Regions from separate parts of the Mus musculus genome. Here regions 1, 2 and 3 are each linked to region 4. The links are chromatin contacts, called in public HiChIP or PLAC-seq maps. All regions are on one chromosome and are shown on one strand. Each heading gives the region's core, a stretch centred on a gene start, on an enhancer-like site or on the middle of the called end of the contact. The rest is flanking DNA. Distances are from core to core; before and after follow the strand shown. Region 1 has its middle 190 kb from the start of Gm23950. Region 2 has its middle 91 kb from the start of Gm23950. Region 3 overlaps Pappa (pregnancy-associated plasma protein A). Region 4 has its middle 220 kb from the start of Pappa.

Region 1 (3,622 bases), core at 192-2,691, 270 kb before region 4:
TTGAAAGGTTGTTCCCCAAAGGCCATTTCATGCTGTCAAAAGATTCTATCAAGGACGAGGTCCTGTTCTGCATTACATTCTGTTGAGGTCAGCAGGCAGAGATAGACACTGATAGACTATAAACCTAGGACAATGAAAAATCCATTTTCATGGAGTTTCTGATTTGAGTGAAAATACATCAAAAAGATACAAACCAACCGTCAGGAACATTATAATTTCTAATGATGGTAAGGAAGGAAAGGGCAGCAGAGTAAGAAACTGATGCAAAATTAGTGTTTGTGTGACTGGGCAGTCAGAGAAGCCCTGTAGAGGTCAAGAAGTTTGAGCTGAAAAGGGTCCAAGCAAGAAGGACATAACCACTCAGTGTATTAGAGGCAGAGCTTCTCAACACATTCAAGGAAAAGCTCAGGAAATGCCTTGAACTGACATATGTATGTGATCACAGCATCGATGCCATGTGTGTGGGACTGAGCGACGTACTAGAGAGATCACTGTACAATGACTGAAGTGGAGAAATACCAGGTCACTTATAGCATCATTAGACATGCTGAGGAGTTTGAAACCCAGTGACTTGAAGGTTTTAGAAAAGAAATGGAATGTGATTCCTTTAGAAGATAAATGTTTTTGAAAGTCATCTTTAACCATTTTGGGGATTAGGTTAGAAAGCTGATAAGGAAAGTGTTAGAGAGAAGGCTTCCTGAGAGCTAAGGATGCTTTAAGTCTGAGTGATATTAACATTGATAAAACTGGAAGGGAGAAAAGAGGACAAAATATCGAAGAGGCAGTGGTTACTAGTGAACTGAATATGGCAGGGCTAAATGAAACAGAAATTAACATTTACTTTGTTCAGAGCAATTAGGTGAATACCACAGTGAAGACATCACATAGGGTAGGGAACTGGAGAAGGAAGGAGGTATGAGTGTTATCTTCCCTCTGATTAATCAGGAATATTGCCTATCATTTGAAAATGTCAGTATTTTTCATTTTGCAAAAAAGGCATAGTTTTGCATATTTTACTCCACTAAGCACTCTTCTATTTCCAAACAGAACCAGGATGGACACAGAGTGAGCCTTAAATCGGATTATTGCTTAAAGTATGACAGTAAGGCAGGGCTATGTTGCCAGAAACATTGGGGTTTATGACCATAGCACCAAATGCATGTAATGACCCTGCAGAGGACATATTGTTTCAACTTTACAGAAAAGCCAACTAATGCCAAAGCAGAGCAAAATTAGCCACCCAAGGAATCTGTGACATCTAATGATGTGCTACTCATGAAAGCCATCTACCCGAGGTACCTGTGACCTGTAGGGATGTGCTAATCATGAAAGCCGGGATCCTGACTTCCTGGGATCCTGGTTCCAGGGCTTGTTAATATAGTCACAAACCTGGAAGCATGGCCTATGCATAAACCCCAGAGGATTTTTTTCTCCATAGTTTTACAGTGGCCAGACTCTGACTCATGGAGGGAGAATCAGTGTCCTCATTATGTAGCAAATTCCATGAGCACACACCAAGTGTTGTTTTCTCTAAAAGACTTAAAGTAGCTTCCTCTCTGTCTCCTTCAATCAACACTTGCAGAACTGTGCTCAGGTTAAGGGAGTTCTGCTTGGTTTTTGTATAGACTCTTTGATATGCCCAAACTTCAATGGTTTTTGTTCAATCCCTGGAACCTCAGGCACAGCCAACCCACATGTGGTGGGAAGTGAGGGGAGAGGGAAAGAGGAATGTGAGGGAGACACAAACACAGCACAATGTTTTCTTTCTGAGAAACTTCATCAAGGCTCCAGTTCCAGTGACCTCACCTTTAAGCAATGCCAGCTCCTTTGCTTTAAATCAAAGTTGACTTGTGGTGGTGGTTCACATATTTGGAGACTTACAAGCCTACTGCTTCTGATGTTGCAAAGGGAAATCCTGAGGGCTAATATCTGGCCTTTAAGATCACAGTGGCTGATGATCTTGATATCTTCCATGTTTCACACTGAGACACAGAGGAAAGGTTTGCATGGAAGATGAAACTGTAGATGTGGCAAGCAACATTGAAACTGGGGCATTTAAGGGCATGCATCAGTGAGTGGACAGTCTGCATTCCCTTTCCTATGTATTAAAACTAAATCATAATAACAGGCTCTTTATTTAACTTCCTACTGTAATTCTTGCACCCTGAATTTACATGGTTTCCAAAAGTACTTTATATAAATTTCCTACCCAAATCCTTCCAAGTCTTATTCATCTCAAATAGAACATAATCCATGTATTGTTTGTAGTTGGATCATTTGTAGTCTGATCTCTGGCTATATCCATTATCGATTTCATGGCTACTTCTAGTGCTCATCTCTGAGCAAACGATTCTTACATCCTTGCTATTCCTGAAACCTATCCGACACTCTCAGATTCATGGTTACTAGTGTTGCTCTCTTCTTTAAGCAAACAAAAGGCTCTTTACACTAGAATATTAAAGCTTGTTTATTCATAGTTTTTAAAGTGTTTTCCCTCAAATACCCTCATATTCATGGATAAGAGTATTTCTCTAAGACATAGAAATTCTTCAAATCAGATTGGAGTATGTAAGACCATGAGACTGACTCAATTTTAAAAGAAAAAGACAGAGAGAGAGAGAGAGAGAGAGGAAGAAAGAAAGAAAGAAAGAAAGAAAGAAAGAAAGAAAGAAAGAAAGAAAGAGAAAGAAAGAACATGGTGATTAATTGTTTGTGTATATCCAGCTACTTAGTCAAACATCATTATGGGCTTTTCTGTGATGGTATTTTTGGATAAGATTAACATATGAATCAGTGGATTGAGTAAAGAAATTATTCTCTCTAATATAAGTGGACCTCATCTAATCAATGGAAGATCTGAATAAAAGAGAAAGGCTGACTCCAGTGTAAAAGAAAGTTTGTCTGCTCAATGCCTTTCTTGATGAAACAGAACCTTCAACTGTCAACAGAATCATTAACTGTCTCCATTCTCAGACATTTGAGATCAAAGTGGAATGAACCTTTGGTTCTCTTTCATCCCCATTCTAGCTTGTTTACACACACTGCTACCATCTCCCATAATGTTGAAACTCAGTTCATCAAAAGTAATATATTTCTGTGTCTCTATATCATATCAGTTTTACTTCTGGGGAACTTGTAGAAATAATGACTTTGGTACCAAGATTTGTTCTGAGAACTCTAATTTCAATTTAAAGAATGGATTTTTGTGAACTGGTCTAGAGTATCCAGGATTAGCTTCCCAATCTGATTATAAGTTAAGAGTTAAAGACTGTCTCAATGCCAAAGTGATTACTGATAATCTAGGTCATGATCAGAAAAGAGAAATTCCCAATTTTCCAACATATGCTTAAAAGATTAACCAACCATTAATAACAATATTGAATAGTTCTTAGAAGATTTTAATAGTCTCTCTGTGTCCCTATCTACCTCTGCTTCCCTCTATTTATTCTTTTATAAGTGCTTGGATTGCCAGTGTATACCACCATACTCCAAACTATAAAATAATTTATTTATTTATTTATTTATTTATTTATTTGGCAAAATAGTGAAGAAAGAAAGGCAAACTCCTTATTTCTATTGGTGTGAATGACATGGACTAAAAGATTCAAATTTCCAGCATAGA
Region 2 (3,702 bases), core at 533-3,032, 370 kb before region 4:
AAATGCTGTGAGAGGAAGAAGAGTACATACTCTATTTCATGGTCCTACAGGATACTCAAGCTTGGAAGGAAGAACCATGATTGTCTCATCTAACCATCACTTTTACATCTAAGAAACCCAAGCCAGGAAAGAGTGGAAATATTCTTATAGATGACGCCATGGGGTAGTGTGAGGTGACCTACTTTTCTTTAATGTGACCTACACCTTGATGTCATTTAGTTTGGAAACAGTGCCCACTTCAATTGCATTCTCTCTAAAATACCATCTAGTTTATTTTTTTTATCAAAAAGGCTACCCCTCTGCATACATACATGTTAACTATTTTAGCATCTTCCAGTTCAGTGCTGTAAAATCTCACCAAACTAAAAATCATTATGCATAACTTCACTTCGTTTCTGAAAATTTTTAGTTTCCTATACTTATTTGTCTTGTTTGATTTGAGACAGAGGCTCCTGAAGTCCAGTCCATCTTTGAATTTTAGGTATCCTAAATCCTGGTTGTCCTGCCTCCATGTTCCTGGTGTTGGGATTACAGATGTGTACTGCCACACTAGGTAGATTCTGTGCAAGAGACTAAACCATGGTCTTATGAATGCTTGACAAACACTCTCCAAACTAAACTATCTTCTCAGCCCCATCTATCATCTTTCATTGCAGTAACAGCAATGTGTTACAGTTACCTTCCTCCTTGCCTGATTCCCCATGACACAGAATGCCCCTCGGGAAAAGAATTAAATCTTAAGCATCTTTGTAACTCTAGATCCTGTTATTATCTTTAGCAAATGGTAGGTGATGGATAATAAGTTGCTAAGAATTATAGTGCTTAGAATTAGTGTGGTACATCAAGACCAAACTGGAAGGGTATTGTCAAAAATTAAAGTAGATGACATAGAAAAGCCACATGTTGATAGCTGTTTACAGTTTAAAATCTATCCAAGTATATAAAGTGTCCCAAATCTTTCCTAACTCTGCCCCTCAAGACCCCTCCGGTCAGGGGAAGGCAGAGATGAACTAAGGACTCAGCTGTACAACTTCTACTAATTTAGTAGATATTTACTAAGTGTTCTCCAAAGTGGAGCTGGAAAGAATTTGAGAAGAGAACCTGGAGGAAGACCCAATGAATGAAAAGACAACTTTTCTCAGTTACAAAGGGCTTCATTATGAAAGATGGCATATGCCATGCTTAGGAGTTAGGATAAAGAAGTCTGCCCAGTCTCCTGGATTCCTGGACATAGACCTTCATCTCTTTTGGAGGTAAAAGAGAATTTACAGTCTTCTAGTTGGGTTTTTGTTTTATAGGGGAAGACATTAAGGCACAGAGAGAAGAAATTCCCCAGAGAGTAAGTGACAGAGCCAGGGTCAGAAACCAGGTCTTCTGACTTACAGCCCAGCACTCTTCAGCACATGGCTGGAATAATCCACCACACACCTGGCCATTCGTTGCTTTCAGAATCCAGCCACTACTCACTTTTCTCTGCATGGCAAGCAGCCAAGAGCCTTGAACTTCTCTGTGTTACCATTCTGCCCTTTGCCGAATGGGATATTAAAATATTCACTTGGGGGGTGGGGTGGGTCATGGGGTTCCGTCCATAAATGTTTGTGATTTGCTCTGAGCTATTTGGGCCAGAGGGACTCCAGAAATGGGAGACCCCAGTGGCCACAGTGGTGGTATCTGAGACTTCTCTGAGGTCTTGACTTTACTCTGCAGAATTAAGGAGATGGTTTAAGTGATAAACTATTCCTCATGAGCTGTATCTGTGTTGAAAGCACAGCATGAGTTCCCTGCACGCTTCCTCTCGCACAACCACAGCTATGCACCAATCCTCCTGGGTTCAGAGATGGAACTCTGGTTAAATGCGTGGAATTTATTCTTAGTCCTTTTCTTAATTACAGTTTTATTTTTATTTCTCTGGTGTTCTCTAGAGGAGGGGTTGGAAAGAAAGGAAAAAGAAGGGGGGGGGGAGGGAAATAGACTTCCAAGGTTTTTTTTTCTTTCCTTTTTTTCCCTCTCTCCTTATTTTTGTTTTGTTTCTGAACTGCCTGCTCCCAGCAAAGTAGAAGGCTTTAAGGGATCTTGCAGGGATACAAATCACATTCCAGTGAAGCTAGGGTTCAGAAGACACGTAATGAATACAATGAAAACAAAACTTGAGGTGAGCACATTCATTTTATAACTAATGAATCCCCTAGGCTGATAGACAAAGACTGAAGCTTTTATTCATCATTAATTTAATAAACAAAGAGAGTGGGCCTCAGGGTAAAGGGGCTATTCAGTCATGCTGAGGATGTGCCCAGCAAATTGCTATGTAATAACCAACAACATTGCTTCCCCTGACTGTTCACAGAGATTTTCCTCCTGTGTCTAATCTGGTCCCCAAAACTACCACACACTGCCAGTATTCTCAGTGTCAGACAGCATCCACTCAATGTTTATATCGATATCCTATCTTAGTGAGCATAACTCGATGTGTGTGGTTCCTTTAATGCAAATAAGTACCAGACTACATAAAATTTAGTGTTTCATTCACAAAATGGAGAGAATAGGCCATTGTTTATCAGTATCTTGAGAACATGTGCAGAGAGAATGGAGGCAAATAACACTGTGTAATATAAATAATGTGAATTCTTGGCATATGAAACTACACACACACACACACACACACACACACACACACACACACACACCCTTTTCCTCTGGACTCAGATGCTAGCAGACAAAGGATCTGTTTCATCAAGCATATTATGGTGCGTGTGCATAGTCCTCCAGACTAACCCCTTACTTTCTTGGCCCTGTTGCTTTTTGGAACTTTTAAATCATTTGACAAAAGCTGTAGTCAACTTGAGCCACTAACTAGACTTGGCATATTAGACCTATGTATGGATCAAGTGCATACCTATGATCTTGTTTCCAGCTCCACAGAAATTGAGACACTATCTACCTCCATAATCTTTTTGCAGAGAACCTAGTGAGCTCAAAGCACTTTAAATAATACCTGGGGGGGGGGGGGCTGTGGTCAATGTGGCTGCTGGTTCTGAAGGGGGAGGGTGATGCTTTGGACTATGAGATTGGAAGCTCATGAAGAATGAAGCTAGGGTGAGCTGGGGGAGTCCCTGCTTTCCTCGAACTTTCTGTTCTTTCACCTGTGTCCCTGAGTAGTCTTGCATGCACTCTCTGGCCAAGCTCAAGTGTCACCTTTCCCAGAAAGCCTGCTCAGCTCTGTATCCTTTTCCTCTTCCCCCTTCAAGAATGGCTGTCATTCCTGTCAACAGTTGAAACACTGCATCACCCTCTTCTATGTCAGGGAGCAATATTTACTATTGCCATTACTGTTTCATTTTTTTTCAAGGCTGAATATAAGCCTTTTGTACTTGGTTTTACCCTTCAGTATGAATTCATTTATTTAATGTTCATAAATATAAATAAATTGGCAAAGAAGTAGTATGTCATGTGATATTGAAGTGTCTTTGCAGAGTGATTCATCATGACTATGTGGAATTCTTTGTGCAAGAAAATCTCGTAAGCAGCGAGAGGTTATGAGCCTTGGATGGAGTATCCAATAAGAAGTTTTAGATACTGATTCTGAAATCATTGACTCCGTGATTCTGAATGAAGTGTGCTCATTGATTTCACGTAGAACCTGCTTACTTCTTAACTGGCAAAGGAATACACTATGGAGACAGAGGGGAGGATTTCTCAGACTCT
Region 3 (3,708 bases), core at 48-2,547, 340 kb after region 4:
CATATTGAACCTATTTTGATGATCATTCATGAAATGACAGTATCCAAAGTACTTTAGCATCATAGCTGAGGAAACTAGAAAGGTGTGTTATTTCTTATGGAGACTAAGTACCTGGGCCAGAGCAGCTGCCATCTGCCTGAAATTCCCCTCAGGGAAAGCCATTTCTATTCTCCCGCCCTATGAGAGAGCCCTTCATCACTGAGTGTTTCAAATAGATCATTTATTTCATTTATTTTGCTCAAGCTAACCAAAACTGGTTTCTGCTGATTATGTATTAAAATCCTAACTGAAAACTCTCTTCACAAAATAGAAAGAAGTTTAGAAGCATTTCCTGAAACTAGACTTTCCTCTCTCATGTAACTGTAGGGAGTCGGGATTCTGTGGAAGAAGAAGTATCAACCAGAGCAGTCCTTTAGGGAGCAGCATAGTACTAAATGGGGTGGCCCTATGTTGTGCAGCTTTATTCAATATGAGCCTATATGTGGCTCGTATCCCAGATATGAGATCTAAAATTTATTAGGATGTCTCAACTGGCTCAAGGTTCCAAAGGTATGGTGCTCCCTCCAAATTGAATACAGGACCCTGCTTTTTCTCCTCCAGAGCTTTGCCATTGGAATGGACTTCCTTCCTTCCTTCCTTCCTTCCTTCCTTCCTTCCTTCCTTCCTTCCTTTCTTCCTTCCTTCCTTCCTTCCTCCTTCCCTCCCTCCTTCCCTCTCTCCCTCCCTCCCTCCCTTCCTCCTCCTTCTGCTTCTCTTCCTTAATCTATGTCTTCCTCCTCCTTCTTGTCGTTGTCCTCCCCACTCCTCCTCCTCCTCTTCCTCTGCCTTTCTTTGCCACCCTTGTCATCACAGACCATTTAGAAGGGCTGTTTTCTCTGGGCCAGTAACAGCAGTGTGAGGGTGGGTGACAGATTTATGGGGGCATTCCCCTTCACTTTTCAGAAGCCCACACATCCGGAAGTATTCCCAAGGTGCCAATGTGTTATTGTGCAACACTCTGGTGACTTCCCTTTCCCACTTTCCCACCCCCAGTGCCCTAGTCCCCCAGTACATAAGTTTCTTATTACAACAAACACCACCCACAAGACCTCTTGAGTAATGCCGACTGCATTCCCCTTTGCAATGTGGAAATTATCTTGTCCTTTTTCGGCTGTTTAGAACTATAACACACACCAGGCCTGGGGTTTCCTTTAGAAACCATGATATCAGTGAAGTGATAACTCCCCCAGCAGGCTCTGGCTGGAGGCATTGTTCAGCAGCTTTGGGGAGTCCTCTCTAAGGCACTGAGTCATAAATGGCAGACAGGCTGCTGATAAAAGCTGAAGGAGGGAAGGTCAAATTAGTCAGACAAAATGTGCAGGATCCCCTAAAGGGCTTGCAGTTAGTCATAGATCTTGAGCCAACGCTGGAAACATGATCATTTCAGAGAGGACATTTAAGCCCTTACAGAATATGCAACTCTGGGTGCCTTTATATTTCACACTATGTGCTTCACGATAGTCCTGGATAGTTCACTTCTTGTCCTGGCTTAGTGGTAGACCTTGTGCGGTTCAACATCTTGAAACTCGGTTTTTCCCTTTGTGAAAGGCTCTTTTTGTTTTCAAGATCCACCTAATACTGAACATCCTTCATGGCTTGAGGAGATTCAAATTTTGCTGGATGCTGACATAGAGTCAAGAAAACAAATTCATAGAGACTCCCACATCATATCTCTCAGGACTGCAGGCACCCCCCACCATGTGTCTCTTTCTCCCAGCTCCTCTCCCCAGCAGCTCTCAGCCTCACTTTGTCTCCCATCCCTGACAGGGCATCTCCACCCCAGTGTTAGAGCCAGGGCCAGTAACTCAATTAGCACTCCCTAAAGCCCAGTGCCCTCCCTCTCTGTGTGGTAGATACACAGTAAGGGGCTGAGGATCAATCTGCCTGGCCACTAAGTTGCTGGGAGGGCAGGGGGTCACCTAGCCTATGGCCCCTCTGTCAGACCATCCTGGCCCTGACTGAAGCAAGGCGAGAAAGGAAAACAAGAAGATGAATCGTTGTGTCTTCTCAGTGGATATGCCTAGGAGAGTTTAGAACAACAATGACTAAAAAAGAAAACAGTATTTTAGGCTGGAGAGGAGGGAGACAGGGGCTCTGCTGGGAGCTGCATTTATTATTATTTTTCTTTTTAACAGTACTTTCTGTGTAACCGTAATGGAAGAATCCACCTCTCATCTTAGGAAAAAAATAATTTGAGAAACGAAATCAAACATTCCTCATTGCCTAAATTCATTTACAGTTCCCTCTGTTAAAACAAACAAACAAAACATCTCTATATATTGTAACTTTCCCTTCCAAGGCTTTCTGGAAAGAATGCTTTCCTTGACTTAAAGATAGGCCTTTATACAGAAAATAAAAATAAAGTTAAAAAAAAAAGAGGAAGAGATGGGGATGGCCATGATAGGGGTGGCAACGATGGTGATAGAGTCAGGATGTGCACAGCACAAACAGAGCATCAGATGGCATCGTAGTTACCAACACGGCATCTGGCTGAAAATCTGATGCAGAAGCTATATAAACCTGTGCCTCAGTTTTCATCAGCAAAATATATTAGTTATTATTGTTACTACTTAGAGTTGTGATAAGCCAATACAGTTTCTGATCTGAGCCAGGTAGTTTACCATGAGTTTGATCCCCAAAGCAATACAAGTGGAAAAGGGCTCATTTATGATCGGTGTTAAAATAGTGACACTTAGTAGTTTTAAAGGAGTATACATTGTTTTCTTTCATGTTTTACTAGCATGGTTCATTAAAAATTTTACCAGCACTCCCAGCAACTCTAAAACATTACTAAAGTCATCACCCAGTTTGATAAAGGATAAAATTGTAAATCTGAACTATCATGTGCATTGCCCAAGGTCATACTAGATTAGGAGAAGTGGAATTTGCACCAGGTAGGTGGGCTCATTAGGCAGGGCTCCATTTGTTAGATGCCTAATTCCACCAATATTATGCTAAAAAAATTCTGAAATGTCACATATCATTCAACCTTCCAGAGTAGCCTTACACATCTTGCTGACCAGAAAATAGAGGCACTGAGATGGGCTTGAGCGAATTGTCTAAAGTCATCTCACCAGGTAGGTCAGAGAAGAGAGTTCAAATAACAAAGATTGTGTCCCACACCTGGATAAAGTCTTGAATGAGCAGGAGAGTATTATCTGGTCTTTCTGTTTGTTACCATTGAGTCCTAGAAGGACAGAAAGTAAATACACACATACACACACACACACACACACACACACCTTGCTTGTGTCTTTGCCATGCCATATTCACGACTACGAAGAAACAGAAACAAAAGCAAACAAAACAAAAACACGACTCAGTGATGGGACCCTTGGTTCTCAAGTCTTCTCTTTTCCCAATTACAATAGCCAAATTGCTTTCTAACATTTAACATAAGGAGAAAAGAGCACTCAAGTGGATCCCAGTGTCCTGGTTGCACTGGGGAGCTTGGAGCCTAAAGCTGCTATCTGGGTAGCCATGGGTACCTCTCTGCTGCCACCCAGGCTCAGTTTTCCCTTCTGGGAACTAGACAGCATTTGCAAGGTCATAATTCTCTAGCGTACTGAGGGTAATTCAGTGCAGCTCTTGGGCTCATCCTCTTCCTCCCCCTGAATCCTAGAATTGACTGATGCAGAAGCAGACGGTGCATCTGTGGCAGGGCTGGTT
Region 4 (3,841 bases), core at 194-2,693:
TCTACCTCCAGTTTGATTCAGTTACTTGCAACCACAGGATCCCAACCAACATAATGACTTCATAAGGGAAATGCAGTCTGCCTTGATTTACTCAGCCTTCCTACTTTCCACTCATTCATTCACACACTATTAGCTAAGCTGGCCAGACTAGTTGGACATCTTCTATTACTCATACTCTTCCACTCTGTCTTCTTGGCCTGTTTTATTAAGAGATCTTATTATAATAGTGTCCTTTCATATCATGCTATGACAAGAGACTGGTCCCGTCTATTCATTTATTCCACCCCCTAAGAGTTGTTTCCTCCTTTTCTTCATCTTAAAAAAAAATCCCCTTTCTAATCATCAAAGGGAGAAAACTTCCCAGGGATAAATACTTTAAATCAGTTCATGAACTTTTCCTAGAAGCAAACCTTCTTTTTCAATTTATCTCTTCAGTATACGAGATCTAAACACTATATAACACTTGATTATTGCAAGAACATTATACAACAGTTATTACTGGTTCTAAAAACAGGAGGTTATATTATAAATTTATTTGTTTAAATCACTGTTCATTGTCCATAGGGGCAGCTCAAGGTAAAACTCTGACAAAGCATGTGCTGCAAACTTGTTTCTTATTCATGTCTAGTTTCATTGTTTGTTTACATACATGACATGCTACTTCTAGAAGAGACACTCTTACTCTACTGCTCAATTTTAGATTATTTTTTCAATTTATAAAATGTGGCAAACACTGCCTAAATATTAGGATTATATGGAGAATTGGTTTGAATGGTTATAAAAATCCTACTGCTGGATCTTATCAAAGGTACCACGAAGTGGTTGACAGTTTAGCATCCTGCTATCCAGTACTTGCAGTGGTTACCAGTCCCCACCCTCCAGTTTCATTAACAAATTTTAGTATGTAATCTTTTGTTTCTTCTTCCTAATCCTTCATTTCCTCTGACTGTTTCATTTCATTTCGGTTCCCAGCAAGCAGGCCACTTATGTCTGGTTTATCAGGCAAGCTGAGGCATGCACAGACATGTCTACAAGCTCCTCAGAAGGCTGATTCTGACACAGCTTAGCACCAGGTCCCCCTCCCTTCACACTATGTTCTGTACTCCAAGTGGTTGGACAGAGGTTCATGCTTTCAAAGCTTTAGAATTTACACAGAGTCTCTGCCCTGGATTTACTTAGTGTCCAGCTGCTGAGATTTATCTTGAAATTTCTAAGTGCAAGGCTGCAATCAAAGTCTGAGGGCACAAAACTGAACAAATAAAGATGTTTGGGGACTGCCTGTTTTTCTCATGTGATTTGCACATTTTTCTTGGCTTGCGTAATCTGAGGTGGCTGGGACCATAGGCCCCTTCATTTCTTGGCTCAGTAGTACGCAGTATATGGCAGTAATACAAATACAGGAGCTGGATATGCAAAAGGAGGCTTCACCCCTGCTAGGAAGGCATCCACCTCTGTGCCTCCCAGACAGTGTTGACGCATTCAGACAAGCTGGACAAAGAACGTACAGTCTACATTCCCTGGCCTTTGAAGGAAAGATGTTGCAATGTACAGGCAATTGGAGAGTTTGCCTAATTCATCAAAACATTCACATTTGCTAGTAATACAATGCAGCTATGATGAGAAGGACTCAGGGAGAGTTGTGTGGATTAAGGTTCAAACAGATCATGCCTACTAGTTTCTATTCAACTGGTTAAGCTTTGAAGCAGCTTTCCCCTCATTCATGAAAGTGTTACAGGGCTGTGTAAAACAAACAATAAAGAAAACAAAGCAAAACAAACAAGCAAACAACAACAACAACAGCAAACTCATGGGCTTGGTTACCAGATGAATCTAAGGCTAGCTGAAGGATCTTGGCAATAATATACTTTCTAAAGTTTATCCTCCTATCATAAGAGAAAAAACAGTAAAATTGAACTCTTCAGAGATTTTTGTAGAGATTCATTGAGATAATGCGTAGTGGTTAGCAGGGAAATACAGTCAATAAGTACTATAAACAGTTTCTATCATCTTCTGCTTTTCAACTGAAGACTGTGAACCAGGTTTTCATACAGTGATTTTGTCTTTCTTTGTACCTTGGAGTTGGTTGGGCCTTAAACTGGGAGTTGGGAAACAAAGAGAAACTTATTTTGTTTCTTTAAATCTTTTTGAAAAAAAATTAAATGTATATGTATTCTGCCTGTGTGATATGACTGTGTACTATGTGTGTGCAGTGCCCACAAGTGCCAAAAGAGGGCATGAGATACACTGGGAATCAATTTACAAACAGCTTTGAGCCACCACTTGGTTGTTGGAAATCAAACCCTGATCCTTTTGAACAGCAATAAATGCTCTTAACCCCTGATCTATCACTCCAACACCAAGAAATATATTTTGAATGGGGCAAATAAAGCTTTAATTTAGTCCCCCTATTACCTCTGTCTAATCCCCATGGCTTATGAAAAGAACCGTTTCTTCAGATTTTTTGTTTGTTTGTTTGTTTGTTTGTTTTGTTTTGTTTTAAACCCAGTTGGAAAGCAAATTATTTCTATTCCAAAGAGAAAATTAATTGGAATATAATAATTATAGCAGGCTTCTTTAATATCGTTTTTTTCAGTTTCCAAATAGTTTTAAAGTAGTTTGCGTTTTACAGAATACTTCCATCGTCACATTAACCCTGGGAAATTCTTACATGGACTTGACTAATAAAGAAAAGGAAGAGCAGAGGAGCTAAATCACCTGTCCAGCTAAGAACCAGAAACCAAGTAGTCCTTCCGGAGCTTCTGTCAGTCATCATGCTTTTTATCTAGTGGACTATAAAATGTGTGTTAACATGGAGCCATAGTGCCACCCTGGAAACTTGTACCTAATTCTACCTAATGAGCCAGTATTCAGCTCATCATTGTGTTTTCTGATATGATTCATTTAATGGAAATGGAAACAATTTCCTTACAATTTTTAAAAAATATTTTATTATATAACTTTCAAACACTATAAAAATATTGTGTCCACGTAATGCTATAATTAACACATTGGCTCATCAGAGGCATAGCTGCTGATCTATTGATATTATTTGTGATGCATTTAGCAGTAAGTTGTATATATCCCTGTACCCTGCCTAGGACCTTCAGGATGCATATGACTAATTACAATTTGATATAGTGTGTTATTTTTCTTTTCAAATGTCCTCAGATAAATAAAATTTTGGTAAATTCAGAACATAATTAAACATGAAGCTCTGGTTTGTCTCTTTGTAATATTATTATTTCATTATTATCATTGTTGTTACTGCTGATGTTGACATTTTTATACCTGGCTTCTTAAGCCTTTAAGTCAATATTCTACTCAACTGCTTTCTTCCTTGCTCAGTTCTTCCACTTCATCCCAGACTTAATGACTCCTGCTCAGTTTTCCCACTCCCACCCTCATCCTCTTGTGCCCAAATTCAACCACAGGTTGTATGCTGCCAGACCTCCATATATTCAGTGACATTCCAGTGCTGCCACAGAATTCCACATGGTATCTAAATATCTGCCTAACCCAGCCAATTATTACAATCACACCTTATATTGAGTTAGTGCTAGTTCATTATTTCATTCAGTAAGTATTTTACAAAGCCCTATAGAGCCAGGTAAGCAGGAGATAGCTAGGGCAAAGAGAATGCCAGGAGTTCTGAACAATAAAAGTGTTAAATCAGTCAGCACATATCTCTTGCATAACTCATATACACAGCATTGTCATCAAGAATTTTATGGTGTAGTTGAGAGAAGAAAGAAACGAATGCTCAAGAAATAATTGGAGGCCAGCTGTAGAGGGAGGATCAAGAGAGAACACTGTATGGTCATACTGAATGGTGACATGCACA

What was found. HiChIP or PLAC-seq counts read pairs in DNA pulled down with a chosen protein or histone mark.
Region 1: an H3K27ac HiChIP or PLAC-seq map of embryonic fibroblasts shows a contact between it and region 4, with 6 times the contacts expected there. The contact joins two enhancer-like sites. A contact is called at or near these places in 1 of 15 datasets of contacts at CTCF or cohesin (the NIH/3T3 cell line), 2 of 484 Hi-C or Micro-C datasets (adipose-derived mesenchymal stem cells and embryonic fibroblasts) and 2 of 115 datasets of contacts at active chromatin or transcription factors (the NIH/3T3 cell line and embryonic fibroblasts).
Region 2: an H3K27ac HiChIP or PLAC-seq map of the NIH/3T3 cell line shows a contact between it and region 4, with 5 times the contacts expected there. The contact joins two enhancer-like sites. A contact is called at or near these places in 1 of 39 promoter capture datasets (the 3T3-L1 cell line), 1 of 15 datasets of contacts at CTCF or cohesin (the NIH/3T3 cell line), 13 of 484 Hi-C or Micro-C datasets (the 3T3-L1 cell line, 3T3-L1-derived adipocytes, adipose-derived mesenchymal stem cells and 7 more) and 2 of 115 datasets of contacts at active chromatin or transcription factors (the NIH/3T3 cell line and embryonic fibroblasts).
Region 3: a contact with region 4 is called in a CTCF HiChIP or PLAC-seq map of the NIH/3T3 cell line, with 13 read pairs. The contact joins two enhancer-like sites.

Annotation. Positions count from the first base shown.
Region 1 is chr4:64,633,985-64,637,606 of GRCm38.p6, forward strand. No RefSeq gene overlaps it. Among named protein-coding and RNA genes, the nearest start is that of Gm23950, 190 kb to the left of the region's middle. Within about 2 kb of position 1,442, at least 45 of the 459 cell types and tissues checked have an H3K27ac peak or open chromatin away from gene starts, as enhancers often do. A contact at or near this core is called in the NIH/3T3 cell line, adipose-derived mesenchymal stem cells and embryonic fibroblasts, where this site is marked.
Region 2 is chr4:64,534,294-64,537,995 of GRCm38.p6, forward strand. No RefSeq gene overlaps it. Among named protein-coding and RNA genes, the nearest start is that of Gm23950, 91 kb to the left of the region's middle. Within about 2 kb of position 1,783, at least 15 of the 459 cell types and tissues checked have an H3K27ac peak or open chromatin away from gene starts, as enhancers often do. A contact at or near this core is called in the NIH/3T3 cell line and adipose-derived mesenchymal stem cells, where this site is marked.
Region 3 is chr4:65,241,569-65,245,276 of GRCm38.p6, forward strand. All of the region lies in intron 9 of Pappa (pregnancy-associated plasma protein A), which reads left to right. Among named protein-coding and RNA genes, the nearest start is that of Pappa, 120 kb to the left of the region's middle. Within about 2 kb of position 1,298, at least 65 of the 459 cell types and tissues checked have an H3K27ac peak or open chromatin away from gene starts, as enhancers often do. A contact at or near this core is called in the NIH/3T3 cell line, where this site is marked.
Region 4 is chr4:64,900,213-64,904,053 of GRCm38.p6, forward strand. No RefSeq gene overlaps it. Among named protein-coding and RNA genes, the nearest start is that of Pappa, 220 kb to the right of the region's middle. Within about 2 kb of position 1,444, at least 40 of the 459 cell types and tissues checked have an H3K27ac peak or open chromatin away from gene starts, as enhancers often do. A contact at or near this core is called in the NIH/3T3 cell line, adipose-derived mesenchymal stem cells and embryonic fibroblasts, where this site is marked.